2 separate regions of the Sus scrofa genome follow, and region 2 is linked to region 1. A link is a contact called in public Hi-C data. All regions are on one chromosome and are shown on one strand. Each heading gives the region's core, a stretch centred on a gene start, on an enhancer-like site or on the middle of the called end of the contact. The rest is flanking DNA. Distances are from core to core; before and after follow the strand shown. Region 1 holds the start of ACTC1 (actin, alpha, cardiac muscle 1). Region 2 has its middle 50 kb from the start of GJD2.

Region 1 (3,174 bases), core at 418-2,917:
AAAGATGGACTGATATGCCATTATCACCCTGTCACTGAAATCCAGCCCGCCCAGAGCGGCCCTGGAGTACCCATCATCCATCCACATTTAGGAATGCCACTCTCCTTCCTGGCACTCTGTCTGGCCAGGCATTGTGGCAAAGCCCGAGACGGTGGTATTTCTTTTAATAAATAAGGTGGTATGTAACTATCACCATGGCACTTACTGCCTCTGTCACGCCTGGCTTCTAAAAATGCAACAGCTAGGAAGCAGATGGATGACATCTTTTGGGAGTCCTCTGAACTAGCTGTGAACAAGAGGGAGCAATGTGGCTTGGCCCTGGGTTGGTTGGTATTAATAATAAGTGTATTATTATGAGTTTTGAACAGTACTGAAAAGGGAAGCCAAGGGGTAAAGTGAAGAGTCTGAGAGGTAGAGAAGACACAGGACTAAAGATTCAGGTCAGGAGCAGAAGAGAGAAGCTGCTGCCTTTTTATACCAGGGAAATGGACCCTTGCTGTGCTGAGTCCCTGAAGCCTGAAGCCTGAAGCCGACTGGGGAAAACGCACATTTCCTGGTGTGTTGGAGAGTGTGAGTATTGCTTTGCCTTGGCTCCGATTGGAAGCGAATCCATTTTTTCCTTTTTGACCTAAAGAGGTCATGACGCAGGAAGGTCAAGTGAGAGATTTCCTCGCTGAAGACGTGCCAGGAGGGGTTGTGGAGATGGCTGGGGGGAGGGCAGGTCGGGAGGGGGGCCAAGTTTACCTGGTGGCGCGGGCGGCCTACGATGGAAGGGAAGACCGCGCGGGGAGCGTCGTCGCCTGCGAAGCCAGCCTTTACCAGCCCGGAGCCGTTGTCGCACACCAGGGCGGTGGTCTCCTCGTCGTCGCACATCTTTGTACAGCTTTGGCAGGGTCTGCAGGGGGAGGATAGCAAGGTGGCCCACGTTCAGTGATGCGGAACTGGCCTCGTCCGCGCCCCGGAGAGGAGGGGACGGGGCGGGGGATCCGCGGGCAGGGAAGGGAGTGGGCGACGCCTGCCACCTCCCTTCTCCTTCGGGCAGGAAAGAAGGATGGGAAGAAGCTGCGGGGAGGAGAGGAACCTTCCGGCTCCCCCGCAGAAGGCTCAGCCCCTGCTCTGGTTCAAAAGGGGCGGTCACCCCTTAGCAGGTGCTCCTCAGCCCTTTACATCTTCGCCTTGTCACAAACCGGGAACCCACTTCTGTCCCATTCACACCCCATTCAGGCTTGAGCTCCAGTTGGAGGGAAAAGCACAGGGTAGGGACCCCAAATGCCCCCACTGGGGCCCAAGACTCCCCTTCCAAGCCCCCCCCCCCTTCTGCGAGGACCTAGAGTCAGGACAAAATAAGTTAGAACTAAATGGAAAGTTTGGTCTTAAAGAAGTGACGGAGGGACAGGAACGAGAGGAAGGGCTCCGGGCGCGGGCCGGCGGTGCGACTCACCGTCCGCGGGACGCGCTGGGCTCGGCTGGGCTCGGGCGGCGGCAGGCGCTGGTGCCCCGCGCGGGGCGCGCCGCTTTATAGCGCGCTGATGGACGGGGTCAGTTGGAGCGGCCGGGGGCAGGGGTGGGGGGCCCGGTCGGCCACCTTGCCTTATTTGGTCGCCTTCGCGCCACTGAGGAGCGCCGAGGCCATTCATGGAGCCAAGGGCAGGGGAGAGGATCAGCCGGGGGGCCCCCAGACCATGTAAGGAAGGGGAGGGGGCAGCCTGGGGGATGGCCAAATAGGGACCCAGGGAGGGGCAGGCGGGGAAGGGTAGGGGCTAGGGGAAGACTAAGTGACGCCAGCCCACCCCTCCCCCTTCCTGGGTGGGGGTGCTCCCTGGGTGTGCTGTGGACTAGTTTCCTGCGCAGCCCCGCCAGCCTCAGAAACAATAAGCCCCACACGAGTGGGAAGGCTTGGCGCCCTGCCCTCTGCTGAGGGGTCCTGACAGCTGGGCTAAGGCAGCAGGGGAGTGACAGCAGCTTCTCATCTTCCCAGACTGGGAGCTGGAGGAGCAAAGCACTGGCAGTCCTCTGGGGCCCAAAGGGCACCACAGCAGTACATGTGGGCAGCCAAAAAAGGGGCATTGGGGACAGAGCACCCTCCTGTTGTAGCCCTCACCAACCTGGATGCTGTGCTCCTCTAGAGCAGGGAAGCTGAGATTAACCAAGGCCACCTTGGTCCCCAATTTATGCACAACTCCTGTCTTTAGTCCAGAAAAGGATCACCTGTGGCTAAAGTGAATGAAGGAACAAATGCCAAAATTGGCTTGTCCACTTGCTGGTGGACAACATCCATAAACTGGGGCAAAAGCCTTTATTCCAGGTGGAGAAAAGACAAAGAGAAATATTCTTGTCAAGAAGATAATAGCAACTTCAACTGTATGAACAGATCACATGGCTGCACAGTATGGTCTTAACCAGAATTGAGTTGGAAGAGCAGAGTCTCAGGCCTCATCCCAGAACTACTGAGTCAGAATCTGCATTTTAGCAAGATGCTCAGCTGATGTGCATGGATGTGTGAGAAGCTTCATTGGTAAAAATGATATCAGCTGCTTTGTGGAAACAGATTTTGAAGGATCTTGGGACTTGGGAGAAAGGGATGAAAAGATGATATGAATCAAGGAGAGGAGAAAGGAACAGAGAGACATAAGAAGGACACAGATCACTGGTTTGCCTGGGGTGCCCTGTATTCTCAGTTCTTGACTGGCACTTGGATTTTTAATGCTTGTGTTTTTTCCTCCTGTTCACACCAGTTAAAAATAGAAAACTGGGCACAGGCATCCATCTCTGGAGTGGTCTTGGATTGATGTGCTAAGGAGGCCTGCTGATTAGATACTTGTGCAGACTGGGGAATGCTGGGTCCTCCCCTCAAAGCTCCCCAACCATGTTTGGGTTGATCTGGAGAAGAACATGTGGGGGCAGTTGAGGGACAGAGCCAGGTGAGGGTGGGATCACACTCCACCACATCGTAGGCTTTTTTTTTTTTTTTTTTTTAATGAGAATACCCTTTGACAGGATGCAAAGAGCAGGGCTACTTTGGCTCAGACAGATGCAGAAGACCAAGAAAAAGGAGAAATAGGACTGGTGGGACTGATCCTGGGTTTGAATCCTGCCTCCATCACTTACTACCCATTTGCTTTTAGGCAAGTCCCTTCAACTTCCTAAGCTCCAATTTTCTCCTCTGAAAAAAAA
Region 2 (3,174 bases), core at 491-2,990, 79 kb before region 1:
TGAATCATTATATTGCACACCTGTAACTTATGTAATATTGCACATGAACTATATTTTACTTAAAAAAAAAAACTACAGTTTCCAAGGGAATTCCCTCCTGGAACTAGTGGTTGCTAATGAATATGACTCAAAGCATGATAATAGTGATGATCCTAAAAGTACTATTTATGGAGATCTTCCATGTACCCAATGAAATGCTATGTACCATACTTTGTTTCTTTTTTTCTCTTTTACAGCCACACCTGTGCATATGGAAGCTCCCAGGCTAGGGGTCAAATAGCAGCTGCAGCTGCCAGCCACAGCCATAGCTATAGCAACACAGGATCCAAGCCATTTCTGCAATCCATATCGCAGCTTGTGGCAATGCTGGATCCTTAACCCACTGAGCAAAGCCAGGGATCAAACCTGCATCCTCATGCACACTCGTCAGATTCTTAACCCTCTGAGCCACAATAGGAACTCCCTGTACTGTATATTTGGCACGAGAAGAAGCACATTCAAGGTCAAAGCTTAGATGTGGCAGAAGTGGGATTCAGGCAAAAATTATCTGACTTCAAAAACCATATTCTTAATCTCAGAGCTATATAAATGTGTGTGTGTGTGTGTGTGTGTGTGTGTGTGCACGTGTGTTTGCCTTTTTAGGGCCACACCTGTGGCATATGGAAGTTTCCAGGCTAGGGGTCAAATCCGAGCTGCAACTGGCAGCCTTCACCACAGCCACAGCAATGTTGGATCTGAGCTGCATCTGCAAACTATTCAAAGCTCATGGCCACACTGGATCCTTAACCCACTGAGCGAGGCCAGGGATCGAACCCACATCTTCATGGATACTAGTTGGGTTCTTAACCCACTGAGCCATAATAGGAACTCCAAAGCTATATATTGTTATGCTGCCCTCACTGGAACCAGGCAAAGAACTCGCTAAATGGAGGTCATCAAGTTGGAGAGCATGAGAAGAAAGGAACCTCATTTTTTTTTTTAATGGTCTCATCTTCAGCACATGCAAGTTCCTGGGCCAGGGGTTGAATCAGAGCTACGTCCACAATAACACCAGATCCTTAACCCACTGAGCAAGGCCAGGGATCGAACCCATGTCTTCACAGAGAAACCGCCGGGTCTTAACCCACTGAACCACGAGGGAATCTAGGAACCTCATCTTACTTAAACTTATCTGGGCTTCTATGCTCAGTACCAAGAGACTCCTTCCTCAACTGAAAATTAGGAGATGAAGAGCAATGTGTACACCAGAGATTTATTTTGGAGCCAGCTGTCCCTTGGCATGTCCTATTGAATTAGTCAAATGCCTAAGGCATTGCTCAGACCCAGCTGCCAGTGCTTGCCCTGCATCACTAAGCCATAAAGGAAAGAGATCCCACCTGACACAATCTAAGAGCGACCCCAGCCAAATTAAGGAGAAAACAAGAGACTTGAGAACTACATATGGCATCGAAATAGCCACACATTCAGCTGTTGTGCATTGAGTACATAACTGAGTGCTGAGCTTTTGCATTCCGATACCTCTCCTCCTTCCCACACTCAACCCTCCATTAGCCAGTTGTCTGGCCAACTGCAGAGACAACTGGTGGCCCCTCTCCCTCTCCAATATATATATTCATTCTGAGTACAGATGAATTTCACCTAGCGACTAACATGAAAAAATAGGCTTTAAGGAGGGAACAAATCACCTCATTTCTTAGGAGATGAAAGAAGAAACAGTGTACCATCCTTTCTGCACAATAAATGTCTAACGTCAGGGCCTCATTAGGACATTTATCCCAGGCCTCCATTTACAGGTGGTGTAGAGCAGTGAGTCCTAAATTGTAAAAGTGCACAGAAATCACCTTGGGATCTTATTAAAATGCAGATTTCAACTCATTAGGTAGGGCCTGGGATTCTGCATTTCTATCAAGCAGGTAATGACGCTGCAGCTTATCTGAGGACCATAATTCAAGTAGCAAAGGCTTAAGAAAGAAGAGGGTGGTAAGGATTAGATGAATATGGAGGAAGTACAGGGAAAGCAGGCCCTTCAAAGACACTCCTGAGTGGCTATAAAATAGGGAATGTAGGAAGGGAAAGAAGTGGGCTTTGCTTTATTCTGGCAAAATTACATGTAAGAGAATTGCAAGGTTCTAATTCTACTCAGAATATGTGGGCTCCTCTAGGGATGTCTTGGTCCTTGGTTATTGCTACAGAATGGTCTAGATATGTGCTTTTAGAATCACTAGCATGTTGAAAATTTCTTCATGCTGGATTTCCATCCAAAGAATTAAATCTTAATACTGGAGGTAGGTCCCTAGCTCCAAGTTTGTTGTTGGTTTTCATCTCTCCCAGTTGAGAACCCTTGGTCTAACTGTTCTGTGTGGCAAAGCCTACTCTGGACAAAGAAGTCCATACTCTGTCTGGAACAGGGTTCACCCCAGAGTCTGACTCAACAGCACAAGTTGCCCTACTTAGCTGAGGAACTGAAGCTTGGTCATTTTGCTATTTGGGGGTTGCTGAGCTCTACTTGTAGATGATTTTCAGAGTGATACCAGGTAGGCCCAGAACAAAACGTCCCCAGCCCAAGTCTGGTGACAAAATGTCCTTGCCCCTCTTCAGTCTATTTTTCCCTTTCTTGTTTTATTTGTTACCAAGAGTCATGCTATTTGACAAAGTTTCCCTTAGAAGTCTAGGGAGACTTTGGCCAAAGAAACATCACTCGGACCTAATCCTTGACCTCCAGATCTTCTTGGGTTTTTTGGGGTTTTTTTTCGCCATGCCCATGGCATGTGGAAGTTCCCAGACCAGTGATCAAATACATGCCATAGCAGAAACCATGCCAGGTCCATAACCTGCTGCACCACCAGAAAACTCCACCCAGATCTTCTTGTTGATCCAGATTTATACAAGTCCCTCACATTCCAGACCAGACATAGAGGTTTAATATGGCAGAAGTGTTTACTCCTTGCTCTGAATTCATGCCCTGAGGGGCTACACAGTGGGGTAGTATGGAGCTAGGTGAACTTCCTGATTTGTTGTTTCATCATGATCAACCCTCAGGAACCATCTATATTGGGGTTCTCCAGAGAAACAGAACCTATAGAATATATAGGTGTACAAGAGATTTACAATGAAGAGTTGATTTTGAGTTCCCATTGTATTGCAACAGGATCAGGGATGTCTCTGCGGCTCCGG

What was found. Hi-C and Micro-C count contacts between places; a contact is called where the count stands out from the background.
Region 2: a Hi-C map of fetal skeletal muscle shows a contact between it and region 1, with 2.0 times the contacts expected there. The contact joins the enhancer-like site here to the promoter of ACTC1 in region 1. A contact is called at or near these places in 3 of 47 Hi-C or Micro-C datasets (fetal skeletal muscle, heart right ventricle and skeletal muscle) and 1 of 2 datasets of contacts at active chromatin or transcription factors (skeletal muscle).

The regions. Positions count from the first base shown.
Region 1 is chr1:136,279,612-136,282,785 of Sscrofa11.1, reverse strand. ACTC1 (actin, alpha, cardiac muscle 1) reads right to left here and starts at 1,667. Exons shown (of 7, transcript NM_001170517.2): 1 at 1,442-1,667; 2 at 745-895. The coding sequence starts at 873.
Region 2 is chr1:136,358,872-136,362,045 of Sscrofa11.1, reverse strand. No RefSeq gene overlaps it. Among named protein-coding and RNA genes, the nearest start is that of GJD2, 50 kb to the right of the region's middle. Within about 2 kb of position 1,740, at least 3 of the 83 cell types and tissues checked have an H3K27ac peak or open chromatin away from gene starts, as enhancers often do. A contact at or near this core is called in fetal skeletal muscle and skeletal muscle, where this site is marked.